2 separate regions of the Bos taurus genome follow, and region 1 is linked to region 2. A link is a contact called in public Hi-C data. All regions are on one chromosome and are shown on one strand. Each heading gives the region's core, a stretch centred on a gene start, on an enhancer-like site or on the middle of the called end of the contact. The rest is flanking DNA. Distances are from core to core; before and after follow the strand shown. Region 1 holds the start of COMMD3 (COMM domain containing 3). Region 2 has its middle 22 kb from the start of TRNAN-GUU.

The links. A called contact is a pair of places that touch in the nucleus more often than the background predicts.
Region 1: a contact with region 2 is called in a Hi-C map of skeletal muscle, with 2.7 times the contacts expected there. The contact joins the promoter of COMMD3 here to the enhancer-like site in region 2. A contact is called at or near these places in 2 of 11 Hi-C or Micro-C datasets (skeletal muscle and an unstated tissue).

What each region holds. Positions count from the first base shown.
Region 1 is chr13:23,422,218-23,428,293 of ARS-UCD2.0, forward strand. It overlaps COMMD3 (COMM domain containing 3), which reads left to right and starts at 3,667. Exons shown (of 8, transcript NM_001076999.1): 1 at 3,667-3,814; 2 at 5,085-5,196; 3 at 5,301-5,364; 4 at 5,454-5,488; 5 at 5,837-5,897; 6 at 5,992-6,048. The coding sequence starts at 3,676.
Region 2 is chr13:23,363,531-23,369,402 of ARS-UCD2.0, forward strand. No RefSeq gene overlaps it. Among named protein-coding and RNA genes, the nearest start is that of TRNAN-GUU, 22 kb to the left of the region's middle. Within about 2 kb of position 1,416, at least 80 of the 102 cell types and tissues checked have an H3K27ac peak or open chromatin away from gene starts, as enhancers often do. A contact at or near this core is called in skeletal muscle, where this site is marked.

The DNA.
Region 1 (6,076 bases), core at 2,417-4,916, 61 kb after region 2:
TTTTGAATTACAGTTGGGGGGGAGAAAATTCAAAACATTTGTACAAAACCGTAAGCATAAATTTTATAAGCATTTTAGAGAATGCTGTAGCACTGATTTTCATTCCTATGGTTCCAATTTCTTTAATGTGACTAGCATTTCACTTGCCCTCACACACTAAGGCACAGGCTCCACTGAAAGGAATTTGAGTTTTATGCTCCAATTCTCAAATACAGGACAGGCTATATGATGTAAGGGGAGGAAAAGGTTGTATTTGCCTATATTAATTATTGTGGCGATGATCATTTATAAATTCTTAGACACTGGATTAAATATTTAATTTGAAAATTAAAGCTTCTTTCTCGTCCCCTCTGAATGCTCGATGTGGTCTTTTGACACATGCCACAAGACTAAATTTTAAATCACTGAACTCTGCTGTCATAAATGTGCAAAAACTTGATCATTTAAATTCCAAGACCCAATCTACACCTTTCCAAGTTAAGATATTTAATAAAAAAATGTGTGTAGATTTTATAAACTTGACTGAAATAATTTTGACTTACACTTTAATATACTATTTGCATCTCAATTAATCACTCCTCCCAAATGTCCATTTGTGGCTAAAATAACTTTAAAATAATAAATTGTTGTTATTAATATTTATCTCAAGGCTTTAAGATCACTAACCATCAAATAATCCATATGAGGGGTAGAGACAGAAGATGGTTTCTTGTGTTTGTGTAATATTTAAGCATTTTTAACATCCTTCTTTCTGGAAAATGAGCAGATATTCCATGGGTAGGGATAAAATAGAACCCCATTAGAACACAGTATGTATGCCAATAAAAACCTTTGGATGCATGAGCATTTAAGTATATTGGCTTTTTTTTCTCCCTGTGGATGTTCAAGGAACTCTTTTGTCTAAAGGAATACTTTCCTTCAGTTTTCTCTGCACAAAAGCAAAAGTATTTATACAATCTAAAAATTAAATACTAGAAATTGTTTTCTGCAACTAACAAATGTACCAAGGAGGCCTCTGGGAAAAGCTGACCACACAGATCCTATAAATGCCCCAGCATATTTAAATTGTACTCATGGTACAGAGGCCAACATTAAATTGGCTTCTAAAAAAAACAAATAAACTAACCAGCACAAAGGATACAATGTATTTTAAAACATTCTAAAACATTATTTAAAATGATACTTTCTAATTCTTTGTAGAGCCTCAAAAAAAAACCCAAATTTATCAGCATTGTCTATCTTAATATTTGCTGTGTAAGAGGAAAAATACGTTATTAACAGGATCTTTGAACATCTATTTTGCAACTTTCAGCTGCATATAACTGTTATTTTAAAAGGCTCTTTCAGGGCAAATTTAATCTATTGGCTTTAAGGCTGTAGAATTTTTTACGTCTAGTGAAAGCTCCAATGCCATTTTCAGTGATCAAAGTAAAAATTGTAAATAGTCCCCCCCACACACTTTCAGAACGTGTTCATATATAGTTTTTCTAATAATATAGAATATACTGATTTTATTGCCACAATGAAGAGAGCCTACATCTATGTAATCATGACTTTTAATGATTATACTTCAATGTATTTCAATGGCTTCCTTGTTAAAGATACACATGTATGATCTACAAACAAATACTTAATCCTGTGCCTCCTTCAAAGGGAGTTGAAATAAATGTACCTATAGGAGAAAAATTCAGTTTTTCTAGTATTAGAAAACATTATGGTGAAAGTTTTGGTGTGAGCTGGAAATGGACCCATCACTTAGGCCTAACACAGAAATACATATAGGCAGAAGAGGACAAATGCCTTGTAAAAAAGAAAGGGCTTACATATATACAAGAGAGTAATGTGACAGTTATTACAGAAACAATTCTTGTGAATTTCCTAATTTTTATGCTCAGAAACTCACATTTTAATTGTATTTACTTTACTCTTTTAAAATAGCATTAAAATAAAATCTATGCTCAGCATTACTGCCTTCTTTTTTGACATCAAATTATGATTACAGTTATCGATTCAAATTCTTTTAGAGTATTAACAATCAATGTTATGCAAGGTTATAAAATATATGTGTAACAAACATAATGAGCTTGGGTGTTGTTAATACTGTTTAACTTTTACACAACTCTGCCCTGTAAAATATTCCTTATGCAAATCATTTGCATATCTTGACATTTTTCAACTGATGTTTTACTACTGATGAGAAACAGGGAATTTAGAAAGAAAAGAGAGATGGGAAGGAAAGATGAACATGATTAATAGGTGTTTGTTTCATAAAGACTCAAGGGAGACTTTTAAATTCTTCACTGTTCCTACAGGCTGACCAAAGTGGAAAGCTGGTTCACATGCCTTTCAGTGCTTTCAAAGGAGAACTGAGTAGTTACTCAATCTTTACTGATGCTAAATTATTCTATTTGCGTTCTGTTGTGAAATCAGGTGCTTTTTATCCATTGGTGCAAGGTTAAATGTCGACTGTATTCATTAGGAACTTGTTTTTCAAATAAGCACCTAAATTATGCCTTTAAAAGTGTTTCATCCTAAGTCTGTTTCAAATTATGCCTCCTGTAGACTAAAACATCTTCCTCCTTCCTTATCCCTCCTCTCTACCCAAAAGAATTTTAAATTCTTTTGATCAAAAAAACTCATAACCTACTTTGTTGTGCTTTTTTTTTTAAAGAATCATTCTTGTTCTTCAACTTCGTATAACTATTAAGGGGGAAGTTACTTTATACAATATTTGAAGTTTCAAAATTATGGGCATTCACTTCTAATAAAGATTTTGCCATTCTTAACTGTATTGTACTAAGATAACTATCTGATATAAATATTTGAGGGCTGCTTGACTAATTAAAACAGGACCCATAAATGTTGTGAGCACCGTAGCACAAAATCCGTATCAGTTTCTTTTGGAAAGGTGTTTATTTGCAGCTGCATCTTACTATTTTTTATCATTTTGTCCACTGTGTTCGTAAATAAGGTACTATTCTCTCTGTCGAAATACAGAACTTAAACGCGCGCACTATATGAATGTATACGTGTGTTTACACCCCCCCACGCAGAAAAGAATCAATTGCCGTATTCCAGAAATGACAATGAAAAAGGAGAAATAAGCAAGAATTATAATTAGACGTCTACAGTCTCATTCACTTAAGGGCAGTGCTAGGGGATTAAGCAGTTGAGTTAAAAAACAAAAAAGCTCAAAACCAAAAACCAACCAGTTGCCTTAGATTGGAGCTTCCCGCAGCTTTCGCGCTGAGCGGGGCGCGGGGAAGGAGTAGTTCTCGGGGCCGGTGGGGACCGGGATCCCGACACCGTCACCACCACCCGCGGGGTCTTTCGGGAGCGCTCCCGCGGGCCCCGCAGGAGCCGGTGACAGTCCTAGGTGAGCGCCGAGCGCGTCCACAAAGCTCCCGGGCCGCCCCTCGCGCTAAGGCGCGGCGGCGGCGGCGGCGGCGGCGGGAGCAGAAGGAAAGACTAGACGGAAGCGGCGGCGGCTGGCGGGCAGCCGGGGACGCGGGCCGGGAGGCCGCCGGGGAGGCCCTGGGCGGGGAGGCCCGCAGCCCGCGCCGCCGCCGCCGCCGCCGCCGCCGCCGCCCTAGCCGCGTGCGCGCGCGGCCGCATCAGCTGAGCGCGCGGCGCGTGTCACGTGGTGCGCGTGTCGAAGGTCACGGCGCGCTCACAATGGAGCTTTCGGAGTATGTGCAGAAAGGCTTCCAGATGCTGGCCGATCCCGGCTCCTTCGACTCCAACACCTTCACGCTTCTCCTCCGGGCGGCTTTCCAGAGTCTGCTGGACGCCCAGGCGGACGAGGCCGTGTTAGGTAAGCCGCTCGGCTCTGAGCTGGATCGGCCTGGGTGGAGGGGCGCTCGGAGAAGAGGAGCGAGAAGGGGAAAGCCCCGGGAAGAGGAAGTCTTCGGGCTTTGCCCTTCGCTCCGGACGGAGTGTGGGGATGTGGTTCTGCCAGAACCCACAGCGGACCCAGATCATTGTTCTCTCCCCACTTGGCACTTGCACACCGCCAGCTACACTTTCCTGGTCTGATTTTCCCTCTCAGGCTCTTTGTTCTTTTGTAAAGCCGGTATTCAAGTCTTGTTTGTGGCCTAAACATCTAAGGTTTTCACCCTGGTCTGGGGCAGAGACTGTTTGACACTTGGACTTCATCAGGGCAGCTCCCTGCGATTCAAGTTTTCAGTACTAGGCTGGCGAAGGTTTTAAAGGGTCTGCTTCCAGAGTAATTACTCGGTCAAATAGTGTTGACATTTTCCAGCTTAGAGAATACCTCAAGTTCCTCTGCTCATTCCAACACTCTAGTTCAACATGTTTTGCACAGGTTCCACGCCCAGACTCTTAAAATGTGGTGTATAATGTTTTGTTCCGCATCAGTTATCAGGAAGCAAGTCTGTTTTAAATGGTCCGGTCACTGCGGAGTGCGGTGTCAGTATGGATGGAGGCATATTTAAAGATAGATCGCTTTTAAATTATTTTCTTAATTATAAATATCTCAACAATTCAAATTTTTTTGTTTTTTTCCCCTATAGTTTCACGAGCTAAACATGTGTACCAAAAGCATGAAAGTGGAAGTTCTTTAAACGAAAATAGTAACCACCACCTGGGTTAATCTCCAAAAAAAAAAGACTGTCGAAACTTGAAAATATTTTGAACCCTTTCCTTCTCCTCCACCTCCATGTATTAAAGTCCGTGGAGCCAGTTACCTACCCTAAAATTAATCTTTAGAAGGAAAGTTTATTCATTCTTAAATTGACACCATGTAAAATATTTATCTTATTTTCCTCTCAACTTACTCCATCCAGCTTTAGAATGACCACTGTATATTTTACAATAGGACATTTTTTTTAAGTATTAAGGTAAAATAAAATGAAGGTAATTTGACCAAGTAACAGCAGGATTATTGATGTGTGCTCTTCATTGTTTTGCCATTGACCATATTGCTCATCTTAAAATTTCTAGTGCTTATAGTTGAATTCTTCTTATCTTGTTAGAGTTCTTCACCAAATGGAAATACCTTTTTAGAAACAGGACTATAAAGAATTTATTATCACAGACATCATTGGCAATTACTTTTATTATAGATCACCCAGACTTGAAACATATCGACCCAGTGGTTTTAAAACATTGTCATGCAGCAGCTGCAACTTACATACTGGAGGCTGGAAAGCAAAGAGCTGACAGATCAACTCTAAGGTACAGGATTTATTTAAATATCCATTTGTTTTAAAATAGTGCCTTTATGATTCAAATTTCAGTTTTTAAAATGGAGACTAAACTTTGGCTTTTTTTTTTTTTAGCACTTATCTAGAAGACTGTAAATTTGACAGCGAGAGAATAGAATTGTTTTGGACGGAATATCAGGTTACTTAAATTTTAAAAACTTAACAATTACTATTTTTCTTCTGCTCTGTTTGCAAAGACATGTTTTCTTTTTCTTTTTTTCCTACCAGAATAATAGGAATTCCCTAGAAATCCTACTGGGAAGGTAGGTACTGTATAAGGTGTCAAGCTGAGCCACTTTTCACTTGCAGGTATGAATGGAGAGTGCTGGTGTGAAACAAAACAGGACAAAAAACGGGGATCTAGACCAAAAGAAAAGGGGCCAAAGGGCAAGTGAAACAATTGAAGTTAAGCTAATGTTTTTAAAGATAAAGTTTATTGAGGTAATTTTTTAAATGCTCTTTTACTATTCAGGACTTGAAATAAAGTTTAACAGTGTTTTAATTTCAGAATGGATTAAAATTGTGTGTGTGTGGTGTAGAAGGTGGTAAAGAACAAATACTGAAAGTTTTTCTGTAGCTATTATGTACAAAATTATCATTATATCTTTCAGTATAGGCAGATCTCTCCCACATATAACTGATGTTTCTTGGCGTTTGGAATATCAGATAAAGGTAAAGTTTAACAAATGTTCTGTAGGGCAATTTAGGGAACTTTAAAAAAAAAAAAAGAGCTAAAGAATGAAATCTCTGTGTTGTGTTATTTTAGACCAATCAACTTGATAAGATGTACAGACCTGCATATTTGGTGACCTTAAATGTAGAGGTATTTATACAGAAGCCCTGTCTAAAAA
Region 2 (5,872 bases), core at 166-2,665:
ATTTTCAAAAAAGTTCGGCCTGGAGAACACAAGTATCTCAGTGCTTAGGGTTCCCTCGGCTCAAAAGAAAACAAGGGGAAAAAAATTATTAGCATTGCCGTCTTCTCTACACACTTCTCTTAAAATGGTCCTTGGAAGTCCCTTGGGAAAATGAGATCCATCTATCCAAGTATGCCATGCCCGCGAAGATGGCAAAAATGATATTCTAAAGCTTAAAAAATTCAAAAAGGTATTAACTTCTGCGCAAGCCCTGAGTCTCCTCCAGGTCTGTGACGCCCGGCTGGTGGGACGGCGCCGCGCGAGTCCAGGAGCAGAGCCGCGGGGGACGAGGGCGCCGGGCGAGCGCACGACTAATTAAAGGAGCCATCTGAGTTCTAAAAAAAAAAAAAAAAAAAAAACCAACCCTGTCTCCACCAAACCAATTCGATACCTAGCCTCACCACCCCCACCACTCCCGCTCCCCGACACGCAGAAAACACCAAGTGAGACGGGCGGGGGAGCGCGAGCCCAGAAAGGAACTGAGAAGAGAAGCGCCTGTGACACAAAATGGAGAAGGAGGAACCGAGAGGGGAAAGAAAAGAAGGAAAAGCGGGGGAAGGAGATGGTTAAGAAGAAAAGCAAAGGGGTGATGGGGTAGCGATTACGGGGAGAAAAGCCGAGGGGCGGCGGAGCGTTAAAGGACAAGAAACAGAGTTGCCGAAGTAAGAGACGGAGGAGAAAAGAAAGACGTCCTAGAGGCCGAGGCTCCATTTTCAGCAGCGCCATTTCGCTTTTCCTTTCGCCGCGTTTTGTTTGGTTTTGTTTGCAGCGGGTGGACGGGCGCCAACGCGTTTCTGCAGCTTCAGCAGCTTTGCTCCGGCAGACGGGGAGGCACGCAGGGCCCGCGCTGCCCCCTCCCCGCTCCGGACGTCCAGCGCACCTCCCGCTCCTGCTGGTGGCTGGGCGGCCTCCCTCCTCGGTCCCCGGCCCGAGGGGGCCCGACCCAAACCCCCGGGGCCAGCAGATCTCTCCAGTTCCCCCCGCGGGGTTGGCGGCGGGCGCGTGCCGCAGAGGGATGGTGTAATCGAGAAGCGTCGAGGAAAGAAACTGAAAAAGACCGACTGCACCCGAGGCGGGGAGGGAGGGGCGCACAGTGACCGGGGAGCCAGGAGGGGCGCCCGAACCTAGACCTTTCCGAGACTAGCTGGGGGTCCCGCCCGCATTCGGCCTCGGGTCGAGCGACCCACGGAGCACCTCCACCTGCACCCTGCGACGGGGAAGGCGCGGCCTCGTTCGCGCGCTCCCGCCGGGGCCACGTCCCCGGCCCACCCGGAGCACCGCTGCCCGAGGCGGCGCCAGGCCCTGGCCTCCAGGCCTGTCCCCGCAGCCGGAAGAACGGCTAAGACCGGGCTCGGCCCGGAACCTCAGGCGGGCCCGGGAGAAACGATGGCCCAGAGCCAGCCTCTGGGCGCCCGTCCGGGAGGCGGCTGGGACGCCGGTCTGCGCGGTGGCAGTCCCAGGGATTTTCGGCGCGGGGATGTCCCTAAGCTCCTGCGGGGTTAAATTCTGGGGCAATGGGAGGCTCTTTAGGAAACAGAAAGTGAGGTTTTCTCACCCCCGACCTTCAACTGCTAGTTTCCGTCGACTGATAGTGTCTATTGTAAGAGTGTCCAACGCGCCCCGGGTAGATTCCCTTCGTACCCCTCTCCTTGTTTCTTCACTTGCACTTGACAGTGTCCTTCACTCAAAGTGACGTCCTTGCCGGCGCTAGAGGAGCCCCCGGCTCGCCGGCGTCCGCAACCTCAGCGCTAGCTCCACGGACGATCCTCTGGGGACAAAGTCGGCGGCGGGGGGAGACGCCGGGCAGCGAGGCCGCGCGTCGAGAGCTGCGGCCGGCCTCGCCCAACTCCCAGCATTGACCCGTACGGGGCGGCCGAGGAGACACCGCGGCCACACGCGCCGTCGGGTTCCGCGCTGCGCAGCGCTGTGGGCTTCCCGGGCCCTCCTTCCTTCCCGGCGCAGGAGTGTGGTGGCTTGAGTCTGGAAGCGACGGCTTTCACAGGCTTTCACAGGTGGAGCGGAGCCCGTGAAAAGTGTGGACTCGGGATCACTGCAATGGTAACCGAACCCCACAGTGTCCCAGGGCGTCTTGGTCAGCGTTTCCCTGGTTTTGCACCTGGAAAAGAAACGTCTTCACTCCTGTGCGCCCCCGTTCACTGCGTCCTCTTTCCGTGGTCAACTCTAACCAGATAGCACTATCCGTGCCACTAGTCCCTGGAATGTTCGTATAACTCAGACCTTGCAGTATATCAGACGCGCCAAACTCCGCGCCTTCGACGATCCTCGGACGCCAGCCGCCGGGCCCTTGAATACGCTCGCTCCGTCTGCCACGCACGCGCAGGCTCACCTGCCGCTTTGCCTGGGACCTTGGAACTCCGCGAATTTCTCACTACTTCTACGTTAGCCGGCCTTTAAATTTTGAAGTAACATTTAGGCTATTTCCAACTGTTGATCCTTCATATAAATATTTTTTTCAGATTACAGATTTCCACAAGGAAAACATCTCTTTTCCAAACGAGGGGTGGGGTTGGGTGGGGTGGGGTTGGGAAACCCATCCAGTTTCTTGTATTCTAGTAGAAAAGTTGCATTAAAATGCAGGCTTAGAATTACTTCAGGATTAAATCCTTTTCCAAAAGAGAAAGCTCGATGGCTAACTTCCAACTTTAGTCTTGGCATCTTTAGGTAAGGTGATCTTCTCCTTCTGTTTTTTGTGACTTTCAAAGACAAGCAGATCAATGCTAAAGTTCAAACTCAGAGAGCCATCTGTGATGGTTTTAGAAGATTCTACAAAATTAAGAAGTAAAAAGTATAGAAAAGCTATAAGGCCTAGTTCACAAATAACACTGCAGCTTCAATTTCTGAAACAGAAAGGACTGTAGGAGATTTTAAACATTTTAAAAATTAAAGTATTCCAATCTGGAACACATATTTATCATCTGACAGTATATGAAATTTACATTGAGCATTGTCCATAAGTCTCATGTTTATATTGTTTCTTGGATTTACTCAAGTTTTTGTGCTTCCCTCTTTTGTGGGAAAGTTTATAATTTTAACTCACCATGTTTAATTTAATCATGATTTTTCTTTTTAAGTGCAAACTCTAAAGCCATTTAGAAAGGATATTTTATGGCAGCCAAATACAAGAGCAAATAAAACTTAAATAACTCTCTCATTTCTCAAGGATCACTTCCTTCAGAAATAAAAGTTGAAAGTTGTAGCTTAATAGGTACTCTGTCCATTCTTAAATCTAGCCACTGAATGCAACTGATTAGGTATTAAGGCCTACTTTCTGTTTGTTTGTTTGTTCTTTAACATTCCAAAGCATTTATTAAACTCAAGAGAAACCTGGGTTTCTTTTCATAAGTTCAGGTACTGATTAATTTTCATTGCGTTAAGGTACTCATGTGAATTTCATGTGTTAAATGGTACAAAGTAGTGTACCATTCAAAAAGAAAAGCATCTCTATTGGATAGATCTACCCTGTAAAAAAAGCATACAGTCACTGTCTTAGACTTAAAAGAAGAGGCAAATTTGAAGTAGAACTCTTATGTTTGATTCAAAATCCATTTAGAAAGATAGTTAATATAAATTACCTTCAGAGCAAATTTTTGGCAAGATAGTTCTTAGGAATGAAAAAAACTGAATCCAAAATGTCCAATATATGATAGTCAACTTATACAAAATTTTTGCAAAACTATTTTATTATTCTTAACATTACCTATTGGTCTTTTTCTCTTTCAAAATCTCAATATTGGTAATTTATTGAATACTTTTAAGGCACTTCTTTATGTTTAGAATCACCTGCTTTGTTATAGCATAAGTCATAATTCCTTCAACCCACTGAAATATGTTATACTAAGTATTTTAAATGTTGCTTATTTGTTTCATGAATACCTTAAATTTCAAATATGTACAATTTTTACATTTTGAAGTACACTTTTAGTACTAGATATTGCACATGGAATACATTCAAGTATTTGATTCTAATAAGAAACAAATGTAAATGCCTAAAATAAGGTATGTACAATCACAGGAAATAGCAAAGAAAATAACTTCATTTTTCTATAATTCTAGTCATTTTAAGAACATTCAGTTAAAAACATGAAGTAAGTTATTTGCTAAGACCTTATTTTTTTACTAAAATATTTAAAAGTTTGCTAAGATCTTATTTTTGTACTAAAATATTAAAAAGTAATACAGTTTATATTCTTTAGCAATCACTTCCCAATCCATTGCTTTGTTAATTACTCTTCTGATTATGTCTACTGGATACCAAGCATGATCAAACACTTAGATAATGAAATATCTTAAAATTTCCCCTGTTAATGTTTAATGTTGTTTCTTAATTGTTTTATGAGAAATGTAGTTAAAAGCTTTTAACAACTTTTTAACATAAAATTAAGATGCACACTTGCACTCATTTATCAAATATGTAGAATTTATTGAAGTTCAAGGTCATCTGAACAATGAATATGTTGAACATAGATGTTGAAATACAGCAAGTTCAAAAGTTATAATTCTTTACATTAAGTGGAAATTTAGGAATAGTGTTCCTTTTATTTTACTATGTTTTGCTTTAAGAGGGCTGTATATGATACCAAAATATTCTAAGAAAAGTGTATGTAGTGCTGATGGTGGTTGCAGGGATGGTGATGGGAGTTACTGAGGTAATCTTACTGCTTTTTTAAAATCTACATTTGTTTGAAAACATTTTTGTTTGTTTTCAGCTAAATATTTGGCAATGTGTTCAATGCCTCAATTTCTCAAATAATTGTAAAGATCTAAAAATAACAGAGTAAAAGAATGTTGATCAGCTAAAATGTTACAGTTTTTATGTCACAAATAAAAATTGCATGTAAGCCACTGATCTTAAGTAGTATAATGAAAATTCTACAAGTAATACAGAAAAGTTGCATAATTGTTTTACTGAATTAAAAATTATTATTACAATAAATGGAATGTTTTGTAAAACTAAGTAATCTTTTCAGTGGTTTTAACACATTTTCATATATTTTCATTTTCATATATTGTTTTAAATTCTTCACTTTATTATAGTACAAGTATTCTGAACAGAATTGTTTTTAAACATATAGAATACTCAGCTGATTTCATACTTCGAGAATAATCAGAAACTACTAGAATTCTTGATTACTAACAATGGTCTAAACGCAATGATAACAGAATTTCATAAATCAATTATATGCTCCATTTGAAGATTATAAAGCATAATTAACTTACTTGACACTAACACAAACAATGTTTTGTTTTTTCACAGAACAGGCTATGAGCTGTTTTCAATTATTGCAGTTAAATGCTGTCCTCTAAAATTAACGAATGAACATTTGCATACTGTACATTGTACTGTAGGCAATTTAGAGTGGGGCTACCAAATTGTTTTTCTAATGATATTTTGCCTACTTACATAATTTATTTTCTGCTGAGGAATTAGAAATTACCTAATTATTTTAAACTAACTAACTTAGTGGGCGGGGTGGGGGGGGTGGAAACTCCTAAAGTATCCTTATGAACACTGTGAAATAAAATCAGTCATTTGAAATGGCATCTAGAGATTGTCATTTTAATTCTTTATTTAGAATATTTAGCATAAGATTTATGTTGTAACTTTCACCATGCTCTTCCTTACAAAGATGCAGGGAAAATAGAAACCAATACATAGATGATTAAGATAAACAGTTTCTGGTTCTATAAAACAAAAGAGTTTTATGAGAAGAGGGGATTGGTGCAGAATTCTTACCTGCCTTTGTCACAGGTGGAGTAGGCAAATTGCCACTTGGTACAATTTCAAGAGCAATTGCAAGGAGTGTATCCTTCT